2 separate regions of the Ovis aries genome follow, and region 1 is linked to region 2. A link is a contact called in public Hi-C data. All regions are on one chromosome and are shown on one strand. Each heading gives the region's core, a stretch centred on a gene start, on an enhancer-like site or on the middle of the called end of the contact. The rest is flanking DNA. Distances are from core to core; before and after follow the strand shown. Region 1 overlaps LOC101115252 (NADPH--cytochrome P450 reductase). Region 2 overlaps LOC101115252 (NADPH--cytochrome P450 reductase).

What was found. Hi-C and Micro-C count contacts between places; a contact is called where the count stands out from the background.
Region 1: a contact with region 2 is called in a Hi-C map of liver, with 2.0 times the contacts expected there. The contact joins two enhancer-like sites. A contact is called at or near these places in 3 of 16 Hi-C or Micro-C datasets (blood, liver and muscle).

Annotation. Positions count from the first base shown.
Region 1 is chr24:34,628,905-34,634,682 of ARS-UI_Ramb_v3.0, reverse strand. LOC101115252 (NADPH--cytochrome P450 reductase) reads right to left here. Exons shown (of 17, transcript XM_027961642.2): 3 at 309-500. The coding sequence starts at 493. Among named protein-coding and RNA genes, the nearest start is that of TMEM120A, 34 kb to the left of the region's middle. Within about 2 kb of position 1,547, at least 20 of the 54 cell types and tissues checked have an H3K27ac peak or open chromatin away from gene starts, as enhancers often do. A contact at or near this core is called in liver, where this site is marked.
Region 2 is chr24:34,593,190-34,599,497 of ARS-UI_Ramb_v3.0, reverse strand. It overlaps LOC101115252 (NADPH--cytochrome P450 reductase), which reads right to left. Exons shown (of 17, transcript XM_027961642.2): 2 at 5,019-5,072. Among named protein-coding and RNA genes, the nearest start is that of RHBDD2, 30 kb to the right of the region's middle. Within about 2 kb of position 3,432, at least 26 of the 54 cell types and tissues checked have an H3K27ac peak or open chromatin away from gene starts, as enhancers often do. A contact at or near this core is called in liver, where this site is marked.

The DNA.
Region 1 (5,778 bases), core at 298-2,797, 37 kb before region 2:
GAGCCTTGTGCTGAGGCCCTGGTGTGCCAGAGCACCAGGCTACCTGTTGGCGCATGGTGGCTTCTGCTCTGACTGGTTCCTGCGAGGCCTGAATGTGAGACAGGCGTCAAAGGGCCTTGACCGGTGTGAGGGGCAGCGTAACAGAAGCGCTTATGAAGCTAGACCAGAAGCAGAGCCCACCAGTCAGGCAAAACTCAAGACGCTGCACGGGGCCCTGCCCCTCTCAGCCGGCTCGCTCCTGCCTGAGCACTGCTGGGAGGACGGCAGAGACGTGCTCGGGGGGGTGGGCCCTGAGCGTTGTCACTTACGTGGTCTGAATCTTGGTGAACTCGGGGACTTCTTCTTTTTTCTTCCTGAAGAGGAACCAGTATGTCATGACGCCCACGATGAGAGAAAACAGGATCATGTCTGTCGTGCTGAAAAGGGACACTTCTTCGGCCACCGTCTCAGGCGTGGTGGTGCCGGCATCCATGTTGGAGTCTCCCATGTTCATCAGGAATCTGTCCAGAGAAAGGAGGACAGACGTCAGCAGGGGCCGCCTGGGGTCTGCTGGGGAGCCCCCTGAAGGCTTCGGTCTGGGCTGTACACCCCAAGGGCTGCAGCAACAGGCAGAGCCCCGGGACCAGAACTGAGCGAGCACACAGCCCGCGTGGTGCCTGCTCAGCCCCGGGCGCACCTGGGCACAGGCTGGAACCAGGACCGGGCCTCCGGTGACCTGAGAAGGAGCCACGGGTTCCACACACCAGCCTGCTTCAGCCCCACAAGGACACAGCGGGGCGCAGCTTCCCTTTCCCCGGCAGGCCCGGGATGCCCCGAACCCACCACGCTCCACAGGTCTTCAGGGACTGGCCCTTGGACAGCTCCACGGAAACCTCTGAGCCCTTGGAATGTGCCGCCTGATAAGAATGTCTCCACATACCCGCATACCCGAGACCTTGGGTCACCCAGACAGTTTATGCTAATGCTGCGGCTTAGAGGAACACCTGAGGCTCTGAGTCACATTGTTCTGCTGGGACCTCTCAGGTGCTGGAGACTCAAGAGGTGAGCTCAGACATGGGGGCGCCCCAGGCCTTCGAGACTGATTCTCAGTAAGAACCCTGGATGCCAAGGCTCGAGGGGGCCTTGCCAGCTAGCAGCACTTAAGACGTGTGGCCACACGTGGCTGCCGGTGGAGCACGTGGTGTGGCTGCCCCGGAGGAGAGCCCGGCTCCTGCTGGACTGTCCTTTCGCGCCTCCCTCTGCTGTCTCCCTCGGCCCTAATCACCTATGACTGGGAGGAACGCAGGTTTGCCAAGTTCTGTGTGTCCTCCTGCGTCACTGAGGCAGAGAGCGGTCCTGGGGGAACCCACCCCCCAACACACACCGACTGGCTTAGTTCCTGATGGTGTTCTCGGGGCCCCCCACCACACCAACCTAGTTAGTCCCCTCAAAAGGTGCTCGACTGGTCCTTCCACCACTGAAACCTGGCAGGTATGTACAGATGAGCCAACAGAGGCCCAGACACTCCCGCGGTGCACTTCTGCTCTTGCCACCAAGGCCGGGCTGGCTCCGCAACGTCACTGCCCTTTTGCAATCGCTGCTCCTATCCAGTGGCGGGCTCTCAGCGCAACCACGGCTCCAGGCGCAGTCAGAAATGCCTGAGTCACAGCTCCGTGAGGAGGGCACTGCGAGATTACTTCACACGTGACTTCCATTCGCTGTCACTGCCTTCAGGGAACCACGGTGGGGGGGGTGGGGGGCCCGGGTCAGCTGAGGGCCGGGAATGGGCCCTCCAGAGTGGCCCTCCAGCCTGCTTCTCAGCTTGGTCACTAATCTGAGGGGCTGGTCTCAGGGGCTGAGTTCCCGAGATCACCTCAGCTCACCCTTTCCGGTATCTGATGTGAAAAGACAATCTTAACTCGAGTACCAGAAAGCACTGTTTAAAGAACTGACTTATAAACACACGGAATGTTTACTCAGGGTTAGTCACGTCTCTCTACTCGCTCTGGCAGTGGCGACTGGTGCACCCACGAGGCTTCTGCTGTGGAGGGGCCTGTCCTCATGGTTTTGGAGCCCGCCTGGGGTCCCGCCAGGGCCGACATGCTGACCCAGGAGAGCCCCCCGCAAAGACTGCCAGCTTCCTGTCCCACCGCCTTGCTGACTCAGGCTGCCCGGCCCCCGTACTTTACCAAGGGGGGCTGACACCCACAAAACTAAACGACGGCTTCTCGCTGCACACGCGAGTCAACCGCAGCACTCAGACCTGGGGTCCCCACAGCTCTGAGATGCAAAATGTCAGACAGACCAGAGCCGCAGAGGGCGGTGGAAAGGACCCCAGAGAGCATCTGATTTCCACCGGAGGCCGGGAGGCTCCAGGGGGGCGAGGTTTGCTCGCCACTCACCCAAGCCGGGGGATGGAGTGGACACATCTCTCTGTTCTGTCCCCAGTTCCCGAGGGACAAACAGTCCCCCCGACACCTGGGTACCTGGCTCGTGGTAAGAAGGAAGGGTTGGGAGGCTGGCAAGGAGGAAGTCAGGAAACCCTTCACCTCGTGCTTCCCTACTAGGATCAGAGCCACGTGCCTGGGGGCTGAAAGCGAGAACAAACTGTTAAACCACCAACGACCCACTGAGGTGTACACGAGCCCACCTGCCCTCCCCTCCAGCCTGTGTCCCCGCCCGCAGGGCCTTGACCTGGGCCTGGGATGTTCTCCTTCTACCTGCTCCCCACTCAGTCCTCAGACCTTGGCTCAACTGTCACTTCCCGGGTGGGGGGTGTGTATCACACTTTCCCGGCACAGTGCTTGGCACATCATCTAGGGCTGGAAAAAAGTTCTCACGGAATGAAAAGAGTCAATGAATTCATCGAAACACACAGGATGTATCAATTGCATGAACCACCTTCCTGTCCCACCGCCTTGCTGACTCAGGCTGCCCGGCCCCCGTACTTTACCAAGGGGGGACTGACACCCACAAAACTAGACGGCTTCTCGCTGCACACGCGAGTCAACCGCAGCACTCAGACCTGGGGTCCCCACAGCTCTGAGATGGACAGCCGACATGAAGCCTACAGACTGCAAAGAACTCAGGGGCTGGGAGCAGGCCCATGCAGCAATCCTCCAGGACTGAGGTCCCCTGACTTTCTTGGCTTGTGAAGCCCTTGGCATCTGAGTATATGGTATCCCTAGGCCAAGAGACATACAGGAGAGTTCCATTTAGGAGTAGTTGGATCCCAACAACTTACAAAAACCCAGCTTTGCAAAGACACACACAGAGTCAAAAGGAATGCAGATCTCACACTGATACTGCGAAACACCTCAAGCTGCGCTCAGGGGCACAGATGTGGAGTCTCTCAGAGCACGTCTGGGTGCCAGCAATGATGCCCCGAGGCACCTTGGCAAGGTCAGGGAATCAAGACCTTGCTGCATAAAATCACTCTACTCTGCATGTGAAATATTCAGATGGAAGAAATTTGACCACTCTGCCTGGTGGGTGTTTTCCATTTCAAGTGTGGGGGGCTGACCGTGAGACAGTCTGAGGTCCCCATAGGCCCCCGAGGGAGACTCTGGGAGCCCTGTGCAATCCACCTTTCCGTCAGTCATTCTTTTGCACTTAGTGGGAAGCAGGAAAACCAAACAGGACAGAGCTCACAGGGCCAAAAGCAACACCTGTCAGCAACAGAAGAAAATAAAAGGCTGTGAGCATATAGAGGAAGTTTTTAACCAGACCAGGCTCTTGCCACAGGCCTATCGCCAGCTAGGCAAATCCCTTACTGGCAGGAAGGAGGCTTTCATGTTCTTACATGTAAAAATTAGACACAGAAAAAAATGGGGTTCATCAAGACTAGCCAAGTGAGTCTCCCCCACCCCAAACAGAGCAGGTCTGATTCAATCTTTATATTATATATAGTGTATATATATATATATATATACTATATAATATATATACTATATATTAGGTCTGTACCAGACCACCTGACCTGCCTCTTGAGAAATCTGTATGCAGGCCAGGAAGCAACAGTTAGAACTGGACATGGAACAACAGACTGGTTCCAAATAGGAAAAGGAGTACGTCAAGGCTGTATATTGTCACCCTGCTTATTTAACTTCTATGCAGAGTACATCATGAGAAACGCTGGGCTGGAAGAAGCACAAGCTGGAATCAAGATTGCAGGGAGAAATATCAATAACCTCAGATATGCAGATGATACCACCCTTACGCAGAAAGTGAAGAGGAGCTAAAAAGCCTCTTGATGAAAGTGAAAGAGGAGAGTGAAAAAGTTGGCTTAAAGCTCAACATTCAGAAAACAAAGATCATGGCATCCGGTCCCATCACTTCATGGCAAATAGACGGGGAAACAGTGGAAACAGTGTCAGACTTTATTTTTGGGGGCTCCAAAATCACTGCAGATGGTGACTGCAGCCATGAAATTAAAAGACACTCCTTGGAAGAAAAGTTATGACCAACCTAGATAGCATATTCAAAAGCAGAGACATTACTTTGCCAACAAAGGTCTGTCTAGTCAAGGCTATGGTTTTTCCTGTGGTCATGTATGGATGTGAGAGTTGGACTGTGAAGAAGGCTGAGCGCCAAAGAATTGATGCTTTTGAACTGTGGTGTTGGAGAAGACTCTTGAGAGTCCCTTGGACTGCAAGGAGGTCCAACCAGTCCATTCTAAAGAAGATCAACCCTGGGATTTCTTTGGAAGGAATGATGCTAAAGCTGAAACTCCAGTACTTTGGCCACCTCATGCGAAGAATTGACTCATTGGAAAAGACTCTGATGCTGGGAGGGATTGGGGTAAGGAGAAGAAGGGGATGACAGAGGATGAGATGGCTGGATGGCATCACAGACTTGATGGACGCGAGTCTGACTGAATTCCGGGAGTTGGCGATGGACAGGGAGGCCTGGCGTGCTGTGATTCATGGGGTTGGAAAGAGTCGGACATGACTGAGCGACTGAATTGAACTGAACTGTACCTAAGTTTTTTCACTTTTATCATAAAGACAGTGTACATATGGAAACGGGCATAAATAGACAGACAGGTGCTATTCCTCCTTTTGAACTGCACCAATTAGCCAGTTCCCACTGATGCTGAAGGTCAAAGGCAGCAAGGCCAGGGCTTCCCAGGTGGTGTTAGTGGTAAAGAACCCACCTGCCAATGCAGGAGATGTAAGAGATGTGGGCTCGATCCCTGGGTCGGGAAGATCCCCTGGAGTAGGAAATGGCAACCCACTCCAGTATTCTTGCCTGGAGAATCCCATGGACAGACAAGCCTGGAAGGCTACAGTCTGGGGTCGCACAGAGTTGGAGGCAACTGAGTGGCAGTCCCCGGGGCAGCCTGACACCCTGCAGAGCAGGGTGAACAAATCGCTGGCCACCCGGGGCCAAGGGTGTGGCGAGAGCTAAGTCAGCTTCTGCAGGGACAAACGTGGCAAAAAGAGAAGGGCTCTTTCTCCATACAACTGTCGACAACACCTGATGTCTCAGATCGTCCTCTGGAAAGGATCCGCAGCTTTGCCGTCACTGTACGTAACTTCCCGTCAGTAACTGATCGACTGAGCTGGCGGTGACATCACAGTGAGTTGGCATGAATGCAGCAACAGGAAGGAAGGAAGGAAGCCAGCGAGCAGTGTATGCCGCCCCTTTAGATAGCGTGCACATCACCCAGGCAAGCAGGCACTGTTGCCTCCAAGGAGCTCCTCCAGGAGCTGCAGCGGGAGTAGGGTCTGCTCAGGGTCACAAACCTCCGCCAAGGTTCTTCAAAATGAGAGAGAGAATCCTCAGGGAAACCAAGCC
Region 2 (6,308 bases), core at 2,183-4,682:
CTTCCCAACCCAGGGATCAAACCCAGGTCTGCATTACAGGCAGATTCTTTACCACTGAGCCACCTGGGAAGCCCCTCCCCTTCCCCAGATTCTGCCAAATGAAAGCAGCATGGAGGCATTTGCAGGATGAGCCTTAGAGGATTCAGGATAGGCAGCCTGGAGTTAAGGAGCTTGGACTTGGATGAACGAGAGTGAGGGATGGGAGCCAGAGCCAAGGCTGGGGCGAGGGGGAGACGGGACTGGACAGAGGTCAGGGCAGGACAAGGATTTTGTGACCTGTCCTGACAGCTGCTCTGTTGGTTTTGGAAGGGCGGTGTCCCCTGAAGAGAACGGGAGAAGATTTGTCCAGGTGAAGGTGCGGGTACCACCAAATCAAGTACTCATCAGGTAGGTGTGATCTTAGTCTAAGGGAGAGACAGGGACCGTTAGTATAGTGGGCCTTTCTCTGCTGTGGGCAGTGCTGTCCCACACTCTGCAACCCAAGGTTCTTTTGAATGTGAACAGCGTGAAAACTCCGGGCACTTACAATAGACAGTCAACCTAGGGGCTGGGGAAGGGGGCAGAAACTGGCCCTTAAAGCAAAGCTTCTCTTTGCAGCAGAAGCATTTAAAAATATATATTTATTTGGTTGTGCCAGGTCTTAGTTGCAGCATGTGGGGATCTATTTCCCTGATCAGGGATTGAACCCAGGCCCCCAGCATTGGGAGCACAGAGTCTTAGCCACTGGACCACCAGGGAAGTCCTTGCAACAGAAACTTTTACATCCCACAGAGCCAAGGGCTGTACCTCGTATTCGTACCTTCTGATCAGTCTGATCCCTTGAAGCCTTTCCTTGCTCTACAGACCCAAAGATTTGCTGAGCCCTTGCAGTGATGAAAGGAAGAGCTAATTCCTATTTACTGAGCACCACCTAGATCCTAAGCACTGTTACCACAAATCTCAAGTGTCCACTATGATCCCCACTGGACAGATGAGTAAGCAGAGGCTCAGAGTAAGTGACCCGGGCCTTGTTTTCACCACTGAGTGTATCGTGCGTGCATGCGTGCATGTGAGCTTGCGTGCGTACGTGCTCAGTCGCTTCACTCGTGTCTGAATCTTTGGGACCCCCATGGACTGTAGCCCACCAGGCTCCTCTGTCCATGGGATTCTCCAGGCGAGGATACTAGAGTGGGTTGCCATGTCCTCCTCCAGGGGATCTTCCCGACGCAGGGATGAAACCTGTGTCTCCTGCATTGCAGGCAGATTCTTTACTGCTGAGCCACCAGGGAAGCCCCAGTGAGTGTGTCAAGCATCTAAATCCACCCAGCTTCACCCCAACCACGGGAGCCACCCTTCCCCAGGGAAAACTCTCCCAGCCTGATGGGGGCTGGGCGAGGGAGCTCCGTGCAACTCTCGCCTCAGAGTGGTACCGTTTCCACACTGGTGCGGGCTCCCCTCGTCCTTTCCCAGGGCAGTGCCTGCCTTGGAGGGTTCAGTCGGCCTGACTCCTCCCTGCTCTCTCCGACTCCAGCTTTCTCCTTCATGGGCGCAGTCTCAGACTAGCTCCAAGTTCCTGCTTTACAGGAAGGAAAGGAGTTTCTTGAGCAGGAACTCACGCCAGGCATGTTCAAAGGAGCTGCCCTGTCTACCTACAGGGCCAGGGATGAGGTGGTCACAAAGCACAGACATACAGGCTTCCCTGGTGGCTCAGCAGTAAAGAATCTGCCTGCAACGCAGGAGACGCAGGTTCAGTCCCTGGGTTGGGAGGATTCTCTGGAGGAGGGCATGCAACCCACTCCAGGATTCTTGTCTGGAGAATCCCCATGGACGGAGGAGCCTGGCGGGCTGCAGTCCATGGGGTCGCAGAGTTGAACACAACTGAACGATTAAGCACACACGTGCACACACACACACACAGACCCTCCACCCCGAGATTAGAAGCCAAATTCTGCTTCGGCTGCTCACCAGATGCCTGGCCTCTTTAGATAAGAAATCAGTTTCCTCCTGAACAAAATGGGGAGGAAAAACCCTGTCCCGCCCGCTTTTCCCAGGCGTTCTGAGGTTTGTTATGATGCTCAAAGGATGGCTCTGTGACATCAGGGCAGAAGGCCAGGACACAGGTGAGCCCTGTCATCAAAGAGGAGCAGGAGAAGGAGCCTGAAGCCCCAATTCTTCAGGCTAAGCCCCTAAGCCCCTGGCCAAACCTCCTGCCTGACCTCTTCCCCGGGGGGACTCTGAACTTTCTGAAAGTCTCTGATGAGCACTTGGTCTTGCCCCCATTTTACAGATGGGAAAACTAAGGCAGGGAAATGAAGCAGCCCCGTCTGATTGGTTCATGCCCAAAATCTAATCTTTCTCTTGTCAATGGGATGATCTTCTGCCCAAACCTCTTTTACAAAGGGCAGACATCGTAGTTCCTTCTGAGGTCAGGGGCGGCTGGCTCAGCCTGACCAAAGGCTCTCTGGCTACTCAGGAGCCAGATCTTTAGAAAATAGATCGGAGGCTTCGACTGTGGGGTTTACTAAGCCAGCTAGGTGTGTGGGGGCCTGCTGGTTACAGGGTGAGCTGACCAGTTGGGGGCAACTGTGGACATGCAGTCTGAAGCCAGAGTTCGGCAACAACATGAATTGTTCCCGGGAAATAGCTAGGAGGAGAGGAGCGCAGAGGCAGCCAGGGAGCTAGAATGAGAAGTCACTGAAAGTGGGGGCTCCAGATGGACCGCGTAGGTACAGGAGACAGCGGAGGCCCGGGCTGGATGTCTCAAAGGGCACCAGTCCCCTACATCAGAATCGTCATGGGCCTATTAAAACTCCCAGTTCCTAAGGCATCCCCACCTGCAGCTGTCGGATCAGAATCTCTGGAGGCCAGGCAGAAATTGACATTTTAAATAAGTTTCACTTTTTTCCGCATTGGAATATGAGAACCACTGCCTTGTGGGGTTAACGTGACCAGAACAGTGTGGGGGATAGCATGTCCATCGCATAGCACAGCTCAGGTAGATTCAAACACAAAAGCAGATAAAGGAGGAAGGGACAGTTGTTTTGAAGGGAGAAGCCAGGATGATGACCAGCCTGGCTCCCTGGGGTGTTAAAATTTCCCCAAACATTTCTCACAGACTCCCTGCCACCCCCACACTCCTAGGTTCTCTAAACCACGTCCAAAGTTCAGCAAAGAGGCAGCCCTGAAATCAAAGAACAAACTTGGCCTTTGGCAACAGCAGATCAAGTTTCCAATCTGGATTAACACCAAGGCCCAGACAGTTGTGTGACCTTGGACGGCTTCTGTGAATCCTTGTAAAGGCACCCTCTTGGGGTTTGGGTGAGGACGAAATGGGCTAATGGATTAAGTCACCGAGTTTATATATTGGTTCCCAGGGACCAGGATGTCCTCCTCTTTCCGGTTTCCTACAGACAGACTCCCTCCCAGCCCCCTTCCCTTTGTTCCTTTCTCTGTTATGCAACCAAAGTTTAAATCCTTCCCGGTTTGAGGCCAGCTGCCGAGCAGATGGGAGGGTGTCTGTGTAACGGGAGGTTTCGAAAGTCCCATCTTTCCTGCCTCCCTCCGCATTTTTGTCCACGTGCAGCTGGAACAAGACCTTTGCCTGCTCTCCTCAATATTACGAAAAGTCGGGTGTTTATGTTATCTCCTGGCTTCTGCTCCAGCGGTCACCATGGCAACCAGAACCCAGTGCCGGCCATTGAAAAAGCCTCTGAGGAGGAGCCTGCTTGGTTTGCATTAACATTCAGTTCGGACAGCTCTTGTTGAGAGCATCTGCCTCATGCCTGTGCTGAGCAGTCACTAAGCAGAAACGGGAGTGATTTAGAGCTGGTCCCTGACTTTGAGGGGCTGGCCAAGATATAGAACGTCTCGGTCTAGTTCAGTGACTCTCAAAGTGTTGGCCCTCAAACCAGGAGTTTTCCCATTACCTTTGAATTGGTTTGAAATGCTACCTTTCAGGCTTCTTTCAAGGTCTACTAGGGTGGGTAGAGGGGGTCCTGAAATCTGGGTTTTAACAAAAGCCCCCTCCCTGTGATGGTGATGGAGGCTGGAGTTTGAGAACCGTAGATCTAATTAAAACCTCACCCCATCCCAAGAACTGGGAACTATTGTTCCCACGTCATAGATGAAAAAACAGAGGCTCTGCCCTGCTCTGTGTGCAGACTAGCTGACAGCTTGTGAAGGGGTTGGGTTCTCAGATCCCTTCCAGTGTCAAATTCTGCCTCTGCAGCACCTGTGACAAGGTGAGGAGCAGGTGTTCTTTTTCCTGGATCCTGGCTGGAGAAACAGAGAGGTACCTTATTCTCTGCCCAGCAGGGTCAGGGCCAAGCGACAACGCAAGTGGAAATGGGAAATCACAACGGAGGGAAGAAGAGCTGGGAGTAGGGTCCGAAAGAGCAGCAGCAGCCCTGGTGACAACCACCCGCCCCAAACGTGGGGACACTGAACTGACATAATACCCTGCTGCCCTCATAGCCGAGATCATCCAGGCATCTAAGCCAGATCCTCAGTCCTGAGGCCTCCTCTCCTGCGTTCACTCACCTGCACGCTTGGTTGGGCTCTTTCCACGCTTTTGCCCCTGCAGGCTCTCAGGGTCCCCTCTTACACTGCATCTGCCTGAACACCCTCTCCCCAAAGATGGAATCGCCTCTTCGGCAACCAATGGCCTCCAGCTTCTCTCGGCCCATATCTCATGACTGGGCGCTTCCTGCCTGTTCAGAGAACCCATCCACCTTTGAAATCTCTGATGGGCTTAAGTTTCCCTTTAAGTGAGCTGACATCCATCCCCGTGAAATATCCACCTTTTACAATATAAGTTAGTCTAATCCCCCGTAACAGAGATCACAGGCTTATTTTTAAAGTAAGGCGATCCTTGCCAACTATTTCCCATAAACCTACCACCCGCATTTGCAGATTAAACAAAGCAGGTAGACGATATCAACACTTTCGCTTGAAAACAGTGAGGTGGGAGCAGAAAGGGACAGGCTGAAGGATCAGAGGCGCTGGAGGGAAAAGTCACTGACTTGGATGCTCCGTCTTACCACTTCTTGCCCAAGAGACCCTGGCAGGACCGCAGCAGTTTTCACAGGAGCCCCCTTCAAGAAAAAGAGCACAATATTGCAAATATGATTTCCCAGAACTTGTTTCATTTTGTTGAAATCAGTCACAGATGGATGGTTTGTAATGACAGAAAAGGTAAAACTTAGCATGTCTTCAGTGATCGTTTTCACATACTTTATTGTTTCAGCAAATGGGAATCTTGAAGCTTAAGTAACTTGAGTTTTGTGGAAATCTGCCCCTGACTCAGGGCCTCAGTTTCTCATCCTATCCCCCATCCAAAGTTGGTTTGAGAAATGAGCTAAAGGAAGGTGAAACCATCAGCTGAGATGTTAGTGTGGCCTCTGATTTCTAAAGATGAATGCTTGCAGCCTGGGCATGAGGGAAGCTGGTTGATTATTCCTGTTAATAATCAAGAGCACCAGATGGGCAACCCAGATTAGCATTCTGCCCTGGGGAGGCCTCAACTGGAGCTCCAGGACCAAACCAGTAGAACCAGTAAATTCAGGGAACTAGCTCTCTTCCTACCAGAAAGGAAATGCTTGTGCAGATCCATAAGGACAATAACAGGATTATTTTAATCTTAATCGTTTTGGCAACTCTGGCTCTGTCAAGAGAAAGGCTGTGGTAGCTCAGGAAATTTAAAAAAAACTCTGGTTTCATTCCCCAGAACGTCTTTTTCAAGAGGGATGAGGATTTAGCAGGAGAAGGAAGGAGCGCTAGAAACTCCTGCCTTGCCTTGGGCTGCCCAGCCAGCCTGCAGCCCCTTGACCACCAACCCTGCTTTGCAGAGGGTGTCTCCTTCTCCTCTCCCTTTTTATTTTTTATTTATTTATTTTAACATTTTTTTGATGTGGACCATTTTTTTTAAGCCTTTATTGAATTTTGTTACAGTGTTGCTTGTTTTAGGTTTTGTTTTTTTGGCTCAGGGCATGTGGGATCTAGGTGGCTCAATGGTAAAGAACGCACCTGCCAGTGCAGGAGATACGGGTTCGACCCCTGGGTTGACAAGATCCCCTGGAGGACGGCATGGCAACCCAGTCCAGTACTCTTGCCTAGGAAATCCCATGGACAGAAGAGTCTGGTGGGCTGCAGTCCATGGGGTCACAGAGGATCAGGCACAACAGCTGCTTGTGGGATCTTCGTTCCCTGATTAGGATTCGAACCTGCACCCCCTGCACTGGAAGGTGAAGTCTTAACCACTGGACTGCCGAGGGAGTCCTCCTGTCCCCTTTTTAGAAGGTCTCCAGAGGACACCCCAGCTCCTGGCCTAA